Regions from separate parts of the Mus musculus genome. Here regions 2, 3, 4 and 5 are each linked to region 1. A link is a contact called in public Hi-C, HiChIP or PLAC-seq and Micro-C data. All regions are on one chromosome and are shown on one strand. Each heading gives the region's core, a stretch centred on a gene start, on an enhancer-like site or on the middle of the called end of the contact. The rest is flanking DNA. Distances are from core to core; before and after follow the strand shown. Region 1 holds the start of Lipt1 (lipoyltransferase 1). Region 2 overlaps Mgat4a (mannoside acetylglucosaminyltransferase 4, isoenzyme A). Region 3 overlaps Mgat4a (mannoside acetylglucosaminyltransferase 4, isoenzyme A). Region 4 has its middle 25 kb from the start of Mgat4a. Region 5 overlaps Mgat4a (mannoside acetylglucosaminyltransferase 4, isoenzyme A).

Region 1 (3,316 bases), core at 21-2,520:
CACGTGAGTCATTTTAAGGAGTTAAACTAAATGATTATTATGTATCGTATCACAAATTATTTTAGTTATCAGAACACAATCTCCCCACCCTCAGACACGATGAGTGTGTAGCCCTGGATCTCCTGAAACTACCTCTGTAGACCAGGCTGACCTTGAGCTCACAGAGATCTATTTGCCTCTGCCTCTGGGTTGAAGGCCTGACATACCTTCTGAGACAGACTGTAGCTGACAGACAAAATGAAACAATCTAACTTTTGAAAACCTGGTAGAATTCTGTTTCTACAGTGTTACTTTGCATAGCGACCCACACCCATATTTTACTTTTTTAAATGAAAAACTTTTTATACAATGCATTTTGATCACGTTCCTTCCTCTCCCCGTTTTTTTCAGATCCCACCACCTCCCTATCCACCCAACTTTATGTTCTTTCTTTAAAAAACCAAAACCTATGAAAACTAAAGTCAAAATAAGTAAAAGATCAACGAGACAAGACCAAAAAAGAAAAAAAAAAAAAAGCCCGTGGAGTTTGTTTTGTGTTGGCCACCTACTCCTCTGTAGGCGCCTGGGCTAGGATGTGGTTGATATACCCAACTACACTCTATTTTAACAGCTTTAGCTGAGCAAGGGATGGAACTCACTCAGTCTAGGTTTGAACTGTACCGCCGAGCAATCCACCCCCAGCTCTCTGCTTTCATCTTCATTACTGGTGTTATAATTATTTCCTCAGGAGGCTCTTACTTCCATGCTCTGGGAGACACTTCTGCAACTGCCAACACATGCTTCTCCCTGACAGAGTGTAAAGCAAGACCTAACTACAGGCCTACCTTCCTCACAAGGCCTTACCAAAACTATTTGCTATCCTCCTAATAACGCGATCCAAACCTGGAAGTGATTACGAACTTTTAAGCAAGCTTTACTCTTCGGGAGCAGGCACGCGACTAGCACTGAATGTCTTGTTTAGTTTACCCTACGCCGTATTAGAAATCAACTGTTCCCAATAATGAAATTACGTCCGGAGCACCAGGTGTAATCTGCAGAGCTTTCAGAACCAATAGGAGGGGCCCATGGGACGCACGCGTGCTCTCCGCAGCACCCACTCCTGCTCAGCGTGTGCCTCCACAACCCGCAAAGAATTCACTGGAACTGCTTCCGGCTTCACTCACCTGCCACTTCCGGTCGCGCCCGCAGCAGCTTTTTCTGCAAATTAAAACTCAATCAACCCACGTGGAACCCAGAACACTCAGCCCTCTAGACGCAGTTGCTGGGGAGTCCTCCCCAGCCCCGCCCAAGAGACCCGCCCTCAAGAGGCCACGCCCCCGTAAAGCTCGCCCCCTGGATAAGCCACACCCCCAGGAGGTCGTGGCTAAGCCTGAAATAGAAGCAAATATTTTTAAGGTTATTTCCTTCAGGCCAATGCATTTAGAACTAGATTCATTGAAAGGACAAAGTCCACTTACCAAAATATGTAAAGACGAGCTGGGTGATTCCTATGCTGGTTTCTTTCAGCAAGAGTTGGCTAAACTGTGTGGTCCAAAATGGTCTGTTCACACTCAGGAGGTGCTGTCTAGCTGCTGGGGCGGTTCGATTCAAGGCACTTGGAAGCGCTTCAACCGCATTCCTATGGCCCCAGGAACAACAAAGCCAGACTAGAGTTAAGGAATGAGATCACGGACCCACTTCTTGATGAGCAGAGCCCAAAGAATTTGTGGTCATTCCTCGCTCTTCCACAGAAACCAGTCTCTCCTCCTTCAGTTAGAATGGAAGCCTCTCCAGCCTTGCCTCCTGGTACTGCTAACGCAGTAAATGAGCAGAGTTAATTCAGGGTATATAAATTAGCTGCACCACAGACAGGACTCCTGTCTGTTACTGCAACTTTGATGAGATCAGTCTTCAGCTGGATGGTATTATGAGGGTGGGAAGGGATACTTTTCCATTCGTCATTGTAGGAATTTTGCTAGTTATCAAAATAGCCCCACATTGTGTTGCCCTTAGTAGGGCTCCTAAATTAGTAGTCTGCTTCTATATTGTATTCTTTGAAATCTGAGAAGGGACAGTTTTTTTCTGTTGTTGTTGTTCTGTTTTGTTTTTGTTTTTTGTTTTGTTTTGTTTTAATTTCCTTCAATGACCTTCCTTCATTCTCCACTGTCTGCTCTAAGATGTCTGTCTTTGGACCAGTTATCCTCTTTTTCTACTTCTTCAGCTTCTCCACTGGAATGTCCAATAACACTCTAACCTGCTTTATAGTCCTCTGGTGATGGCAATTCTCCTTTCCTGCATTTTATTCTGTCTCCTCCCCCGCTCCCAATCCCCAAGACAGGGTTTCTCTGTGTAGCCCTGGCTGTTCTGGAACTCATTTTGTAGACCAGGCTGGCCTTGAATGCACAGAGATCCACCTGCCTCTGCTTCTGGAGTGCTGAAATTAAAAGTGTGCTCCACCATGCCTGGCTCTGTCTGCTCTTCTTAAAACTTCTATTTGAGTGTGAGTTAGGGTCTCCCCCTGTAAGGCAGGCTTGCCTGGAACTCGCTATGTGGACCAGACTGGCCTCACAGAGAGCTTTCTGCCTCTGCCTTCCAAGTGCTGGGATTAAAGGTATTAGCATGGGCTTCTTTCATTTAATCACCATATTAAGGCTGAGATAACACACATTATACAGCAAATCAATCTGTATGTATGTATGTATGTATGTATGTATGTTACAAAATGTATTAGTCAGGGTTCTCTAGAGTCAGAGAACTTATAGTCTGTCTCTCTATAGTAAGGAAATCTATTATGATGACTTACAGTCTGTAGTCCAACTCCCCAACAACGATCAGCTGTGAATGGGAAGTCCAAGGATCTAGTAGCTGCTTAGTCCCACAAGGCTAGTAGATTCAAACAGTTGTGTTGGCAAGTAAACACAAGCAGGCAAAGAGAAGCGAATCTTCCTTCTTCAAATGTCCTTATGTAGGTCTCCAGCATGAGGTGTGGTGCAGATTAAAGGTGTGTACCACCACACCTGGATCTGGGACTTGTTTTGTCCCAGGCTGACCTTGAACTCAAGAGATCTCCTTGCCTTAGTCTCCTGGGATTCGTAACCACTATGCCTCAAGATCTCCATGCCAAGATCCAGGTCAGAAACTCATATCTCCCAGCCTCACAATGTGGATCACAGGTGAGCCTTCCAATTCTGGATTGTAGTTCATTCCAGATATAGTTAAGTTGACAACCAGGAATAGCCAGTACATAGAATGACTACAAAGGGTTAAAGAAACAAGGCGTTTTAGGTCATTTCAAAGAGACCTGAGAGTCCAAAGCTAGAAACTGACAAAAAGGCAA
Region 2 (3,130 bases), core at 31-2,530, 380 kb after region 1:
GCAAATGAATGTTTTCCTGGGTCACTTTTGCCCTTCCAAATCACAGCTCTGTGAGAGACATTTTTGCGAAGCGTTTGGTTACATTTCTGGCAGCCCTTGTGATCTTCATTAGATTATGTTTTGATGGCAGGCGATTTCCAAACACACCATTTCTGGAACAAGACAGAAAGCAATTAGGTATTTGTGGAACGAGTGAAAGCTAAAATCATGGAGAGGAAACGACTGAGTCACAGGACAGACTGTGTTAGGGCCTTTGATCCTGCTGACTATCTAGGACAGGCATCACACCGTGACTGACAGCATCCTTCAAAGGGCTGCTGCTTGCTGGAGTGGAATAGGGTATTGTAACTTACTGATTCTTCTCACGTGGAATTCAAGTTTAATTTTATCTATGATGTGATGTATTTTTGTGGGTTTGATATGGATGTTTTTGTCTGCATTATGTCTGTGTACCACATCTGAGAGGCGCCCAGGGAAGCTAGAGGAGGGTGTTAGAGCTCCTGGCACATGTGAGCCAGGACCTCTGAAAGAGCAGCCGGTACTGTCACCACTGAGCCTGTCTCTCCGTCCCTCATGTCATATCTTTCATGGCATTGTGGCCACAAGTCCATAATGCTGACTGCCTTGTTTAGAAGGTGAAATCTCAGTTGAATGAAAATTGACAGCACTATTGTCTAATTAACAGAAATTTTTACTCTGTACTCTGTTCAGTGGCTCATCCACTCCTCTGGATGAAACGGAAACCACTTTTAGATTGACACGTACTGAGCGTTCCCAACTTCTAAATATTTTCAGTGACTATTTTAGGGAAATCTATCTTCTATATAAAAGTTTGATGAAATGCTAGTGCATAAAGAAAATGAAAGTTAGGAAGGACAGGCACATGCCTGGCATGGAAGAACATGGCTTCATGGAAGATTTGAGACCACGTGGGCTGTATATATCAACAACCTGTCTTTAGGAAAGAAAAGAGAAGAAGACAGGAAAGTGAAATTGAGCTGTGGCCAGTGTGCTTGCTGCAACTTCCTTTCTAGACTGCTGCGTAGTTAGTGCCTGCCTGGCTGTTTCTCCTGTGTTCTCAGTTAATTTTCAAAAGAGAATCGGCAGCAACTTCCGGAAGGTAAGGGGTTCCTGCCACTTAAATTGTCTTTCTGTGTTTCAGATAATACCATAAAGCTTCTAAAAGAGTTGACAAGCAAAAAATCACTTCGAGTGCCAAGTATTTATTATCATTTGCCTCATCTATTGCAAAATGAAAGAAGCCTTCAGCCCGCCGTACAGATTGGCAGTGGAAGAACGGGAGGTGTGTTCACTGTGCGCCTGCTATTGGAACTGTGGTTTGGAGGGGTTGATTGACCACTAGGAAGATGTCTAGCAGGACAAAGGAGTAAAATTAAATATACGTGCATATTTAATATATTAACATAATTACTATATTAGATTCAATAATTAAAAAGAAAATAAATATTGATATTATCATATTAATTCATCTCATTAGCATATCAATATTAGCATACTTAATATATTTGTATTTAAGTTATTATAGTAACAATATTAAAATATATAACTATTGGTGGTATTAAATTATTAAATTGTGGTTGTTAAATTATAATATATAATTTATTGATATATTTAATATCTGCACAGCATCTTGGGGCTTAGTGCAATCTGCTTATTGAAATGATATGGACATCTTTTCCATATATCTAAACAGGATCAGTACACATGTAGTTCAGGCAGATAAACCTTGAACCTTTGTCAGCTTTCTGTTTTAAAAATGGGGAGGTAGAGAGATGACCCCTCCCCCATGTCTGAGTCTGGCATTAATGGCTCTTCACAATCCTGCCTTAGGGGTTTGTCTTCAGTCTGCTCCGCCTTCCCCTGGACATGTAGAGGCAGAACATTGCTCTCAGGAGCATCCCATGTGGGAACACCTGCTATTGCTATGCTTTTCCTGCCTAAGCAGTCCTGGAATTCTCCTCCGAGGACCTTTTAGCTACTTAATATTTCTAGTGTTTCATTTTTACGAGACTTTAAAATTTTTGACTTAATTGAACTTGGACTTTTTAGGTGGACTTTTTCTTCATAGATTTAAAATGTAGAGATGAAAATATTACAATTGGGGAAACAATAATTCTAGAGATACTAAAATTCTTCTGCCTTTGTTGTTGTCTGGGGATTTTTTAAAAAATGAGGTCTCACTATGTAGGCCAAGCTTCCCTTCCCTTCCCCCCACTGGGATTTCAGGTGTGTGCCTTGCCAGATTGAATTTCATTTTTGTGTTAAATTTTTTTTGGATTTAACTTTATGTGTTGAACCCCATCCCATGGGATAGCAGGACTGCCACCCTCAGAACTCGTAGAGAGCATTGGCTGTCCTGGACCTGGGGTTAGATGTGGTTGTGAGCCACCATATGGGCGCTGGGAATAGAACCCAGGTCCTCTGCAAGAGCAGCAGGTGCTCTTTGGGGCTGAGCTGTTTCTCCAGCCCGTGGGTTCCTTACCTGGCTTTTCCTTTGTGTAGTTCTCCTGTTTGTACCCAGGGCCTCGTGCATGCTAGACCAGCTCTCCTCCACAGAGTTGGATCCACAACTCTGGATACCTTAAGCACCTTTCTCTTTATCTCTGGTCATTTGAGCTGTTATGACGTTATTAGTTACTATGTTACCATGTTACTATGTTACCATGTTTCGATGTTAACGATATTACTAAGCCTCTGCATCCATCTCCCTTGGTTCTTCTATCTTTATGTCTTATAAACAACTTAAAACAACGTATGATCTTCCTATAGAAGTTGTGTGTCTTATGCTAGCCCATTCAGATTAACTTTTGTTTTTAAATTATTAATTCAAGAAATATTTGTTGAGGAGAGGCATCCGTCCTTTGGGGGCTAGATATAGAAACTCTCATGTGTATAGGACACTGTTAGCTACTTTCTTTAGAACTTCAATTGCTAATTATTTTTAAAAGGTAACATTGATATCTCCCTTTAACAGCCAGTCTGGGTAAGGTTCCATAGTCAATTTAGGCTGCACTTTCATTAATGAGAGTAACAAATGAAAAAAAGACTGTGTTTTTAAAAGTCTTTTAACATCTGAGAGGCAGAGACAGAGGCAGAGGCAGGCAGATGT
Region 3 (2,986 bases), core at 15-2,514, 390 kb after region 1:
TCTTCTCTTCATATCCTGTTTTGGCTTCATGCTGCAGTTATCAGTGTTCGGCAAACACTGTTGTCCTTTGGATGTTCTTCCTCCTGTCTTGATTGAGAAAAACTCAGCTAAGCTTCTCCTACAACTGTCCCATAGACTGTCAGGGTTAGTTTTTGTCAACTTGAAACAAACTTATGTACTTGGAAGTAGGAACCGGAGTTGGTAGGTTTGCGTCCATCCAGTTGACCTGTGGACATGTATGTGGGTGCATTTTTCTTGATTATTTAGTGATGTAAGAGAGCCCTGCCCACTGTGATCCTCCTGAAAATGGTCATACTTTTAACTTTTACATTATGACTATGCCCCATTGAGTTAGCTTCTGTCGAGGTATAAGGTAATGTGAAAGTTCCGACCATCACCCATTCATTAACCCAGTTGCTCGTGTTGAGAGAACACTGTGAACACCGTGACCTCTCTGACATATTTATTGAAAATTCAGTGACTGTTAGGTGTGTGTGTTTCCTGTTGTATTTCATTATCTGGATTTGGAGCTAAACCTCATGCCAGCACTTCACCGCCTCCTGTAGGTTGGTGGGAAGTACTGACGCCGCCGCACAGTCTGGTCCTACAGTTTTGGTCTGCTCAGGATTGCTTCAGACGTTGAAGCCCTTTGTGTTTCCAAACACCTTCAGAATCATTGCAGTGACGTCTCTATGGCAACATCTTCAGTTGAGTGTGGTTTTCTTTGTTCTTTTCCTTAAGGCAATGGTCAAGTCATTGACTGCAAGTTTCTTTTCCTTCGTCCTCTCCGTCCCCTCACCTCCCTCTGTCCTCTCTCTTCTCTCAGTGAGTTTGTTGATAGACTCTACTCAGAAACCTTTTTTCTTATTACTTTGTATTCTACTTGTATTTTTATGAGTCACTGAGGGTATGGGCTTTTAGGCTACTGGCTGACAGGGGATAAAGCTGTGTTCTAGGCACCTGGGCGATAATTATATTACTACTTCTACTACTACTATTTTACAAAAATAAACTTGCCAACTTTCCTTCAGCCACAGAGCTCTTCTTGCTTGTCACCTCTGGTCATGAGACAAAGCCATGCCCTCGAGAGTCTGGGAATTTCAGTTGTTAATATTTCAGAGTGAAGCGGGTGGTTCTTGTATCTGCGTCTCATTGATAACGGTTGTGTGATTTCCAGGAAGGAACTTGGGGACGCCTGCTGACTGTCTTAACCACTCCAAAGCTTTCTAAGGCTCAGTCTTTCCTGTTAGATTCTCACTTTGTGTGCTTTGGGTGAGGTTAGTCGCCTGTGCAGTTTTAAACCTTTCCTCCCCTGAAGTACATGAGGCATATTGCCAGCCTCAGCCACGGCTCTCACTCACTGGAATTATGTTTTCTCAGACTCTTTCTCTTGTTGAATGAGTGTTTATTGAAGTACCACTGTGAAGCAGGTGCTGGGGACAATGACAGATAAATTCCCCGATCTGAAATTTGTACAAGAGTATTTCTTTCTGTCACGATGGCTCTCTGTTTTCGGGGGGAGATTAACTCCTAATTTGATGTACAGATTGCTGAGCAGTCCGTGCAGCACTACCGTTGGCTCTCCGATATCTATCCTGGCTGTGAATGTCTGTCCTGGCTCCATTCCCTGAGTTCTGTTTGCATTTTTTCACCTCTGAGACCTCAGAAGTCTTGGGGCTCAGGGTAGCTGGCAGGAGGAGGAGACACAGACCCTGTGACTCTGTCTTGTCTCTGTGGCATTCACAGCCACAGTTCTTTCAGTTTTGCTTTTCTGCTGCTTTGTTCCTAAAAAGATGCACGCAGAGATGATGGGTGGGGTTTTTTTTTTCTTTAGCAATGTAAGCAATTCAAAGCTATAAGCTCCCTCTAAGAACCATGTTAACTATATCTCAAGTTCTTTTTTTTTTTTAAGCTTAAAGAGAAGGAGGGTGGATGTGAATGACTATGAATGGGAGTGTGCACCACATGTGTGGTACCCGCAGGGGCCAGAAGTGGCAGATCGCCCCAGAGCTGGAGTTATAGGTGATGGTTGTGAGCTGCCTGGTATAGTTGCCAGGAACCAAACACAGGTCCCCTGCAAGAGCAGTCACTGCTCTTAACTGCTGAGCCATCTCCCCAGCCCCTGCACCCCATACATGCCCCCTGGTTTTCTCATTCAGATCAGAATACTTTCTAAGTTCCTATGTAATTTTTTCCCTTGACCCATGGGTTACGTAGAAATGTGTTTTTACATTCTTACCTATTTGAGAATTTCTCACAATCCCCACTGTTAACCAATCTCCACTTCAAACCCTCTGTAGTCAGAGAACACCATTTACGTGGTGGTGTCCCTTTCAGCCTTCTCAGTACTCGTTTGTTGGCTTCTGTGCTTCATGTGCGCCCAGAGGAAATGGATCCTGCCTGTATGCTTGCATGACATATTTTCATAGAGGTGTTTAGTAGGTTGAGTTGGTAAAATTACTAGAGTTTAGGGTTAAAGTTTTGTCTTCAGAGTCCCAGTGGGCTAGCCTCGGCTACACATCCAGATGATCATTGATGGGCTAGCCTCAACCACACCTCCAGATTATTGTTGATGAGAACAGAGAAAGGACTTTGCTTCAGTCAACACGGCCATGTGAGACAGAACAATTGAAGGGCTTCAGGACCCAAAGTCTGTCTCCAGGGCCTGATAGAACTTGGAGATTTGGTAGAAACGAGAAACAGAAGGGGCTCTGGAGTTTGCTTGACAGACTGTCAGGAAATCTGGTTCAGGCCAATGCTCTGAGATCTGTGTGTCTCAGTTCTGAATCTGCAAAGCATTCCTTCCATCCCTGTCATCATTTGAGGGGGCAGTCTGGTTTCTGGGTATGATTGCTCCTGCCATGGGGTTCAGCCTCAGCCTCTGAAATAGTTGCCTCCAATTGAGGGGTGATTTGCCCTGTGATTAGGGGGAAGTTTTAGTCCAATCATAAAGATACTCGTTGATCAGTTCTGTGTCTTCTGATGT
Region 4 (3,056 bases), core at 144-2,643, 310 kb after region 1:
AGCCAGTGCTTGAGCCTGGTGAGCGGGCATGGATGGCTGTTTTGTCTTTACCTTTCACCTTGCCCTAGAAGCACCAAGATCACAGATGTGTACTTTGGCACCTGGCTTGTATGTATTCTGAAGATTTTAACTTAGGTCTTCATGCTTCTGTGGCAACTACTTGAACCACAGAGCCATCTCCCTAGCCCAGTAACTAGTAATTTTTTATATCAACTGCATATTCTGCTCAATGTTTTTGACTATTCAAAATAAAATGTCATTCAAATTAACTTTACTCTTTAAGTTTCTGTTACTTTAAAGATGATCATTCTATTATTATTACTGTGTGTGTGTGTGTGTGTGTGTGTATGTATGTGTGTGTGTGTGTATGTGTGTGTGTGTGTGTGTGTGTGTGTGTGTGTGTGTGTGTGTGTGTGTGTGTGTGTGTGTGTGTGTGTGTGTGTGTGTGTGTGTGTGTGTGTGTGTGTGTGTGTGTGTGTGTGTGTGTGTATGTGTATGTGTGTGTGTGTTTGTATTGGCATGCACGCGCACAAACACTGCTTGGGATTGAATCTGTGATAACTAGAAATTTTCAGGTATGAACGTGACTCTGTTGGATTTGTATTGACTAGCAATGTCACAGAACCAAAACAGTATTAACATGGAGAAAACAGGCACTCCTTATTTTACTGTATTGGATGTTGTTGCAAATGCTACATTCCTTTGCAAATTGATCCACCAAGCTCCTGACAGTTTTCCCAACAGTTTGGATGATCATTAATACTCTCCATCAAATTTTTCTTTTAGTGGTGTTCAGGGTCAAGCCTGGGGCCTGGAGCCTGCTAGGCAAAGTCTCTGCCGCTGAACTGAACGACCAGATCATTAACATATTTTTAAAGTAAGGTGTGCACGTTGCTTTTTTCTTCCTCTATATAATATTGTTACACATTTACATGGCTAAAGTACAGGGTAAACCTAACTTCTGGGTGCACCAGGAAACCAGAGCCAGACTGAATGACTCACTTCCTGGAATATTTGCTTCAGTAATCTAGAGTGGACACTGTATCTCCCAGGTGTGCCTGTTGTGCCAGGAACTATTCAGGAACCCAAAAAGACCACCAAGGAGCCATTTCCAATATAATCATATTAGGATCTCTTTATTGCAAACTCCAGTTTGGGCTTACTCACCACTGGCCCACAGGAGACTTTGGCGAAGCAGCCCTGAACTCTCATGGGGACAAAAGTTTTATAGGAAATGGAAGCAGTGAGGGGTGGTCCAGCTCGGCAAGTGTCTGTCATAAGCTGACAGGTGGGTGCTCTGAAGCAAGACCGGATACAATCATGAACAGTCTGAAAGTACATCTGAAACAATCAGATTAATCTTTGATTAACTGTTGCTAGAAACTAGCTAGGGAGTGTCTGGGCAAGGACAAGGACAAGCTTTTGAGTCCTTCCTGGTAGTTGGGTGCAGCTTGGGTTCAGTTTCAGGCCAAGTTCTCAGTCTCTCTCTCTCTCTCTCTCTCTCTCTCTCTCTCTCTCTCTCTCTCTCTCTCTCTCTCTCTCTAGGTAGAGGCCAGTTCCAAGAGAGAGTAGGTTTGACCTCCCATCCCTAGGCTATTTACAAAGTTCCCCAAATATCCCGTGCTTTAAAAATCTATTTCCCTTCCCCCCTCCCCCAGCTCCCAACCACCATGCTTTTGCGTGTATGGTCCAGGTCTCTTAAAAACACTGCTGGGGCTGGCCAGGGGACTCAGTGGTAAAGGTGCTTTCTGCAAAATCTGACAGCCTGGCTTCCCTGGACCCACATGTTAGAAGCAGATACTTGATGCCTGCAAGCTGTCCTCTGACCTCTGATTCCTTACACTATAGCAGTCACACCCTTCCCACAACACAATACATACATGTAAAACAAAACAAAACAACAACAACAACACACACACACACACACACACACACACACACAAAACCTAAAAGGGGGAGTGGGGAATAGAATATGGAATGTAAAAAACAAATAAAATTTTTAAAAAAGGCATCACTACCGAGATAAGAATTTAATCATCTAGGAACCATAAAAGAATTAACAAATAATAATAATAATAAGAACCTGAAAAAAGTTGTTAGATTTCTACCCAGATTCCTAGTTGAGGGGGGCATGGGGCATGACTTTTAGTCTTGTGTTATTTGAAATCTTGTGATGTAGTCTGTAAATAGAGAGTCAGAAATCTCCAACTGGAGCCAAGATCCCAAAAGTGCCTCCCTAAAAGCCCAGGCGGCAGGAGAATGCAGTTATTCATAAGCTCATCCCAGGCGCCAGGGAGGGGTCCGCTGACATTCAGGCAGGAAGCACACACAAGGTAATTCATTCCCGAAGAACATCGGCTTGTGATGTGAATTATTCATGGATTTCTCCACAGCACCCTCCAGTTGACATCAGGGCAGGACTTAAAGTCCCTCCCAACTCTCCTGCTGGGCATTTAGACACAAACAGGGTCACCACCCATCCTAGCACGGGCCTGTCAAACCACTGACACCTAACTGGCCATTACTATTCATTTCTTTGTGTATCTGACAGAGTCAGAGGATTCATCTAGCAGCAAAGCCAGATAACTTAGGAAACAGATGTATACTGTACCTCTTCCCACAAAGAACTTGGGTGCCACGTAACGGTAGGATGGCCATTGTAGAATTTCCAAAATTGTCCTATGGCCAGACATAACAAATTTATACAGAGCTCAAGTAGTCATACCAATGAAAGTCTTAAGCTGTGAGGCAGCAGAGTGTGCTGGAGGCTGCATCCAACCAAGGAGCCTGGGCCAGCTGCAGGGCCAGCTGCCGCCAGACACCCAGCAGATTGTCTGGATTTCAATGTAGACATCTGAGTTATTTTAAATCATGAGCTGGACTGACCTATCAATTAATTGATCCAATTTTGCTGGGCTGAATCATGTTTCTCTGATTTTAATTCATTTATTTTTAATATCTATGTATCTATATATCTATGTATGTATGTTTGTATTATGTATGTATGTATGTATCTATCTATCTATCTATCTGTGTATATATCTATGTATGTGTGT
Region 5 (3,174 bases), core at 581-3,080, 350 kb after region 1:
ATGTTTGCATGTATTTGTGTATACATATGCCATGTGAGAACTCTGTCTGTGGAGGCCAGAAGAGAATGTCAGATCCTCTGGAGCTGGAGTTACAGGTGTGTGTGTGTGTGTGTGTGTGTGTGTGTGTGTGACTTGCTCAGTATTGTTGCTGGGAACCAAACTTGCTGCTGCTTCTTTCTTCTTCTTTCTTCTTTCTTCTTTCTTCTTTCTTCTTTCTTCTTTCTTCTTTCTTCTTTCTTCTTTCTTCTTTCTTCTTCTTCTTTTTCTTTTGTTTTTTTGAGACAGGGTTTCTCTGTATAGCCCTGGCCGTCCTGGAGCTCACTCTGTAGACCAGGCTGGCCTTGAACTCAGAAATCCACTTGCCTCTGCCTCCCAAGTGCTGGGGTTAAAGGCATGGGCCACCACTGCCTGGCTCAAACTTGCATCTTCTTAAAGCATGGTAAATGTTTTTAACATTAGTCATTTATTTCTTCAGCCCCTTAATTAAAGTTTTTTTTCTTTAGTGTGTCTGCCTATATGTGTATATTTACATATGTGCTGGTGTGTGTGTGTGTGTGTGTGTGAGAGAGAGAGAGAGAGAGAGAGAGAGAGAGAGTGAGTTCAGGCCAGTGGACCATGTCAGGTTTTGTTCCTTGGAAATGAGTCATTTTTTTTTTTTTTTTTTTTATAAAAAGACAGTCTCTTACTAGCCTGCAGCTTGCCTAATAGGCTAGAGACCTGGGGATTCTCCTGTCTCTGCCTCCCCAGTGTGGTTTCTGAGGATTCAGCTCTGGTCCTTGTGTTCCCAAGACTAGTACTTTACTGACTGAGCTATCTCCTCTACCCTAGGTTTTTCTTACAGAGCACAGAAAGCTGAGCAGAGTAGGAGAGACTAAAAGTGAGCCCAAGGTTTGTAGTACCCCATCGTTGTGAGTCCATTTAGGTCCGTTGCACAGCTTTTGAGTGCTGGGCATTGTCAGGCTCAATCTGGGACTAATGGTTCAGCCGGTCACACAAAAATCCCACTCTGCTGTACAGGAGGAGGGGGAGGGGTGCAAATGCAGTATAGAGATAAACAGTAAGCAACTGCTGCTTGCTTGAAACATTTCTAGTGCAAAATGATTTTATATATGCAATCAATTTATAAAATCTAGTCTACAGAGTTCCTTCATACTTCCCCACAGTGTTACCAACCATTGTAACAACTTACAGGGCACATTTTTTAACATTTTCTGTATTAGTGTGTGTGTCCTCGTGCACAGATGGAGGTGGGAGACAACTTGCTGGAGTTGGCTCTCCTTCCAGCACGTGGGTTGTGGGAACTGAACTCAGGGCAATAGGCTTGGCGGCAGAGGACTTTACCCATTAAGCGATCAAGTTGGCCCCAGACTACAGTTTTCTAAACCAAAAAAATTAGCTCCACTACTGGATACTTCAGCATAGACTTGCCAGCTATTTTAAAGACTTGCTGTGCCCTTGTCTGAACACTTTTCCTGGTTAGGCAGAGGAAACAGGTTTTGGTCAGACTCCCATAGGAATAGCTAGGTATGTTGTACTAGCACAAGGCAACTGTTGTGATTTTCCCGGCCTTAGGTGACAAGACTTTGGGCATTCTACCTGGAAATCGCTGGATTTTTCTTGTGGCCCTTCTCAGAAGGAACCAGGTCTTATGTTTCATTTCTTAATGTAGCTTGTATTTAGCCTCCTGCCTGCCATTCTTAAGCGTTCAGAATGCCGTCTGTCTGCTCTGACACTGAGTGATAAGAAGATGAACAGGAGGAAAGCACAGAACCTGACCCCTGAAGGAAAGCTGAGGTAGGAATGAAGGATGAGTCACAGGAGGCCACGGGAGGCCACGGGAGGCCACGGGAGGCTCACTCACCTATGCCTGGGGCCGTGGCTGGATGTCTGTGATAGGTTGTAGGAACAACTCCTTTCCATGAGGTGTCTGCAAAGACTTCCTACTAGAGGTGGTGTCCAAGTTGTTCCTAATGGAGATAGAAATAAAAGGGGAAGGCTTCACTGCCACGTAGGTGTTGGATTGCACCTATGTGTGCCCTCTTGACAGAGGGCTAACTGGTAACCTGTGTGACCCAGCAGCAGACAAAAGAGTAGATGAGAGCAGGAAGTGACCTGGGTAGACAGGAGGTCATAGGGGCTAGAAAGTTCTGTTAGCCTGGAGCAGGGTAATGTCGCAGGAGGTCTGGTGATCCTGGAGGAGTTTGTGACCACAAGTGTCATCATTTACTTCCTGTAAAATGTGTGTGCGTGTGTGTCTGTCTGTCTGTCTCTCACACACAGAGGGGACCGATTATAATGGGGCCCTTTCCTGTGAATATGCATGTGTCTTTTTTCCTTTATATGTAAAGATATGACTCAATTGTTTTAAACTTAAAGCAGTACAGTCAGACAAAAGAGGCACAAATCCCGCAAACCGTTATGTTTAAAATTACTCAAAGCTATCAGTGTGGCAGACTTCATTCTTTTCTAAAACATGCTTATTTTTTTAAATAATTATTTATAATATAAATGAATGTATAATATATTTATTTGTGTGTGTGCTTGCGTGGGCATGAGCACACGAGTGTATGAGGCCAGGAGAGGGTGTGGCACGAGGTTTAAAGGTGTTGCAGGATATTTGATCACACTATGAACCCTGAGATTTTGTTTCTAGGTGTGGTGGGCTCAACCGTTAACACACCCCTTTATTCCCTGTGGCTGGAGTACAGACACACCCTTAGCACACACCTTTATTCCCTGTGGCTGGAGTACAGACACACCCTTAGCACACACCTTTATTCCCTGTGGCTGGAGTACAGACACACCCTTAGCACACACCTTTGTCTCAAAATGAGGTTAAAGAAGGATCCAGGTATGAAAGTGAGGTCTAATTGAGTGCCAGACAAAAAGTAATGTGTCAGAGATAGATTTGACAGGCTAGGATAGGCTGAACTCTAAGGAGAAGAGAGAGCGAAGGGAAGGTACCTGAGGGGGCAGTACACACACACACACACACACACACACACACACAGACAGACAGACACACACACACAGACACACACAGAGACACACAGACACAGACACACAGACACAGACACACACACACAGACAGACACAGACAGACAGACAGACAGACACACATAAAGACACACACAGACAGACGCACACAGACAGACAGACATACACACAGACACA

What was found. A called contact is a pair of places that touch in the nucleus more often than the background predicts. HiChIP or PLAC-seq counts read pairs in DNA pulled down with a chosen protein or histone mark.
Region 2: a contact with region 1 is called in an H3K27ac HiChIP or PLAC-seq map of CD8 T cells, with 5 times the contacts expected there. The contact joins the enhancer-like site here to the promoter of Lipt1 in region 1. A contact is called at or near these places in 3 of 39 promoter capture datasets (the HPC-7 cell line, embryonic stem cells and hippocampal neurons), 4 of 484 Hi-C or Micro-C datasets (CD8 T cells, the G1E-ER4 cell line, LSK cells and 1 more), 5 of 115 datasets of contacts at active chromatin or transcription factors (CD8 T cells, bone marrow-derived macrophages, embryonic stem cells and 1 more) and 2 of 9 other capture datasets (embryonic stem cells and macrophages).
Region 3: a Hi-C map of granulocyte-monocyte progenitors shows a contact between it and region 1, with 7 times the contacts expected there. The contact joins the enhancer-like site here to the promoter of Lipt1 in region 1. A contact is called at or near these places in 6 of 39 promoter capture datasets (the C10 cell line, the HPC-7 cell line, HPC-7-derived erythroid cells and 3 more), 10 of 484 Hi-C or Micro-C datasets (the Ba/F3 cell line, CD8 T cells, the G1E-ER4 cell line and 5 more), 14 of 115 datasets of contacts at active chromatin or transcription factors (the 230-238 cell line, CD8 T cells, T-cell acute lymphoblastic leukemia and 10 more) and 3 of 9 other capture datasets (adipose tissue, embryonic stem cells and liver).
Region 4: an H3K4me3 HiChIP or PLAC-seq map of bone marrow-derived macrophages shows a contact between it and region 1, with 4 times the contacts expected there. The contact joins the enhancer-like site here to the promoter of Lipt1 in region 1. A contact is called at or near these places in 4 of 115 datasets of contacts at active chromatin or transcription factors (bone marrow-derived macrophages, craniofacial prominence, large pre-B cells and 1 more).
Region 5: a contact with region 1 is called in a Micro-C map of the G1E-ER4 cell line, with 3 times the contacts expected there. The contact joins the enhancer-like site here to the promoter of Lipt1 in region 1. A contact is called at or near these places in 5 of 39 promoter capture datasets (cranial neural crest, hippocampal neurons, neutrophils and 2 more), 5 of 484 Hi-C or Micro-C datasets (B cells, the G1E-ER4 cell line, embryonic stem cells and 1 more), 3 of 115 datasets of contacts at active chromatin or transcription factors (embryonic stem cells, forebrain and pancreatic cancer cells) and 1 of 9 other capture datasets (adipose tissue).

What each region holds. Positions count from the first base shown.
Region 1 is chr1:37,870,173-37,873,488 of GRCm38.p6, reverse strand. It overlaps Lipt1 (lipoyltransferase 1), which reads right to left and starts at 1,270. Exons shown (of 2, transcript NM_001037918.4): 1 at 1,164-1,270.
Region 2 is chr1:37,494,046-37,497,175 of GRCm38.p6, reverse strand. It overlaps Mgat4a (mannoside acetylglucosaminyltransferase 4, isoenzyme A), which reads left to right. Exons shown (of 16, transcript NM_173870.3): 4 at 1,163-1,303. Among named protein-coding and RNA genes, the nearest start is that of Gm39627, 7.9 kb to the left of the region's middle. Within about 2 kb of position 1,280, at least 89 of the 459 cell types and tissues checked have an H3K27ac peak or open chromatin away from gene starts, as enhancers often do. A contact at or near this core is called in CD8 T cells, the HPC-7 cell line, LSK cells and 2 more, where this site is marked.
Region 3 is chr1:37,476,854-37,479,839 of GRCm38.p6, reverse strand. All of the region lies in intron 5 of Mgat4a (mannoside acetylglucosaminyltransferase 4, isoenzyme A), which reads left to right. Among named protein-coding and RNA genes, the nearest start is that of Gm39627, 25 kb to the left of the region's middle. Within about 2 kb of position 1,264, at least 101 of the 459 cell types and tissues checked have an H3K27ac peak or open chromatin away from gene starts, as enhancers often do. A contact at or near this core is called in the Ba/F3 cell line, CD8 T cells, the G1E-ER4 cell line and 9 more, where this site is marked.
Region 4 is chr1:37,564,893-37,567,948 of GRCm38.p6, reverse strand. No RefSeq gene overlaps it. Among named protein-coding and RNA genes, the nearest start is that of Mgat4a, 25 kb to the right of the region's middle. Within about 2 kb of position 1,393, at least 38 of the 459 cell types and tissues checked have an H3K27ac peak or open chromatin away from gene starts, as enhancers often do.
Region 5 is chr1:37,523,902-37,527,075 of GRCm38.p6, reverse strand. The region is part of intron 2 of Mgat4a (mannoside acetylglucosaminyltransferase 4, isoenzyme A); the gene reads left to right. Among named protein-coding and RNA genes, the nearest start is that of Mgat4a, 16 kb to the left of the region's middle. Within about 2 kb of position 1,830, at least 33 of the 459 cell types and tissues checked have an H3K27ac peak or open chromatin away from gene starts, as enhancers often do. A contact at or near this core is called in the G1E-ER4 cell line, where this site is marked.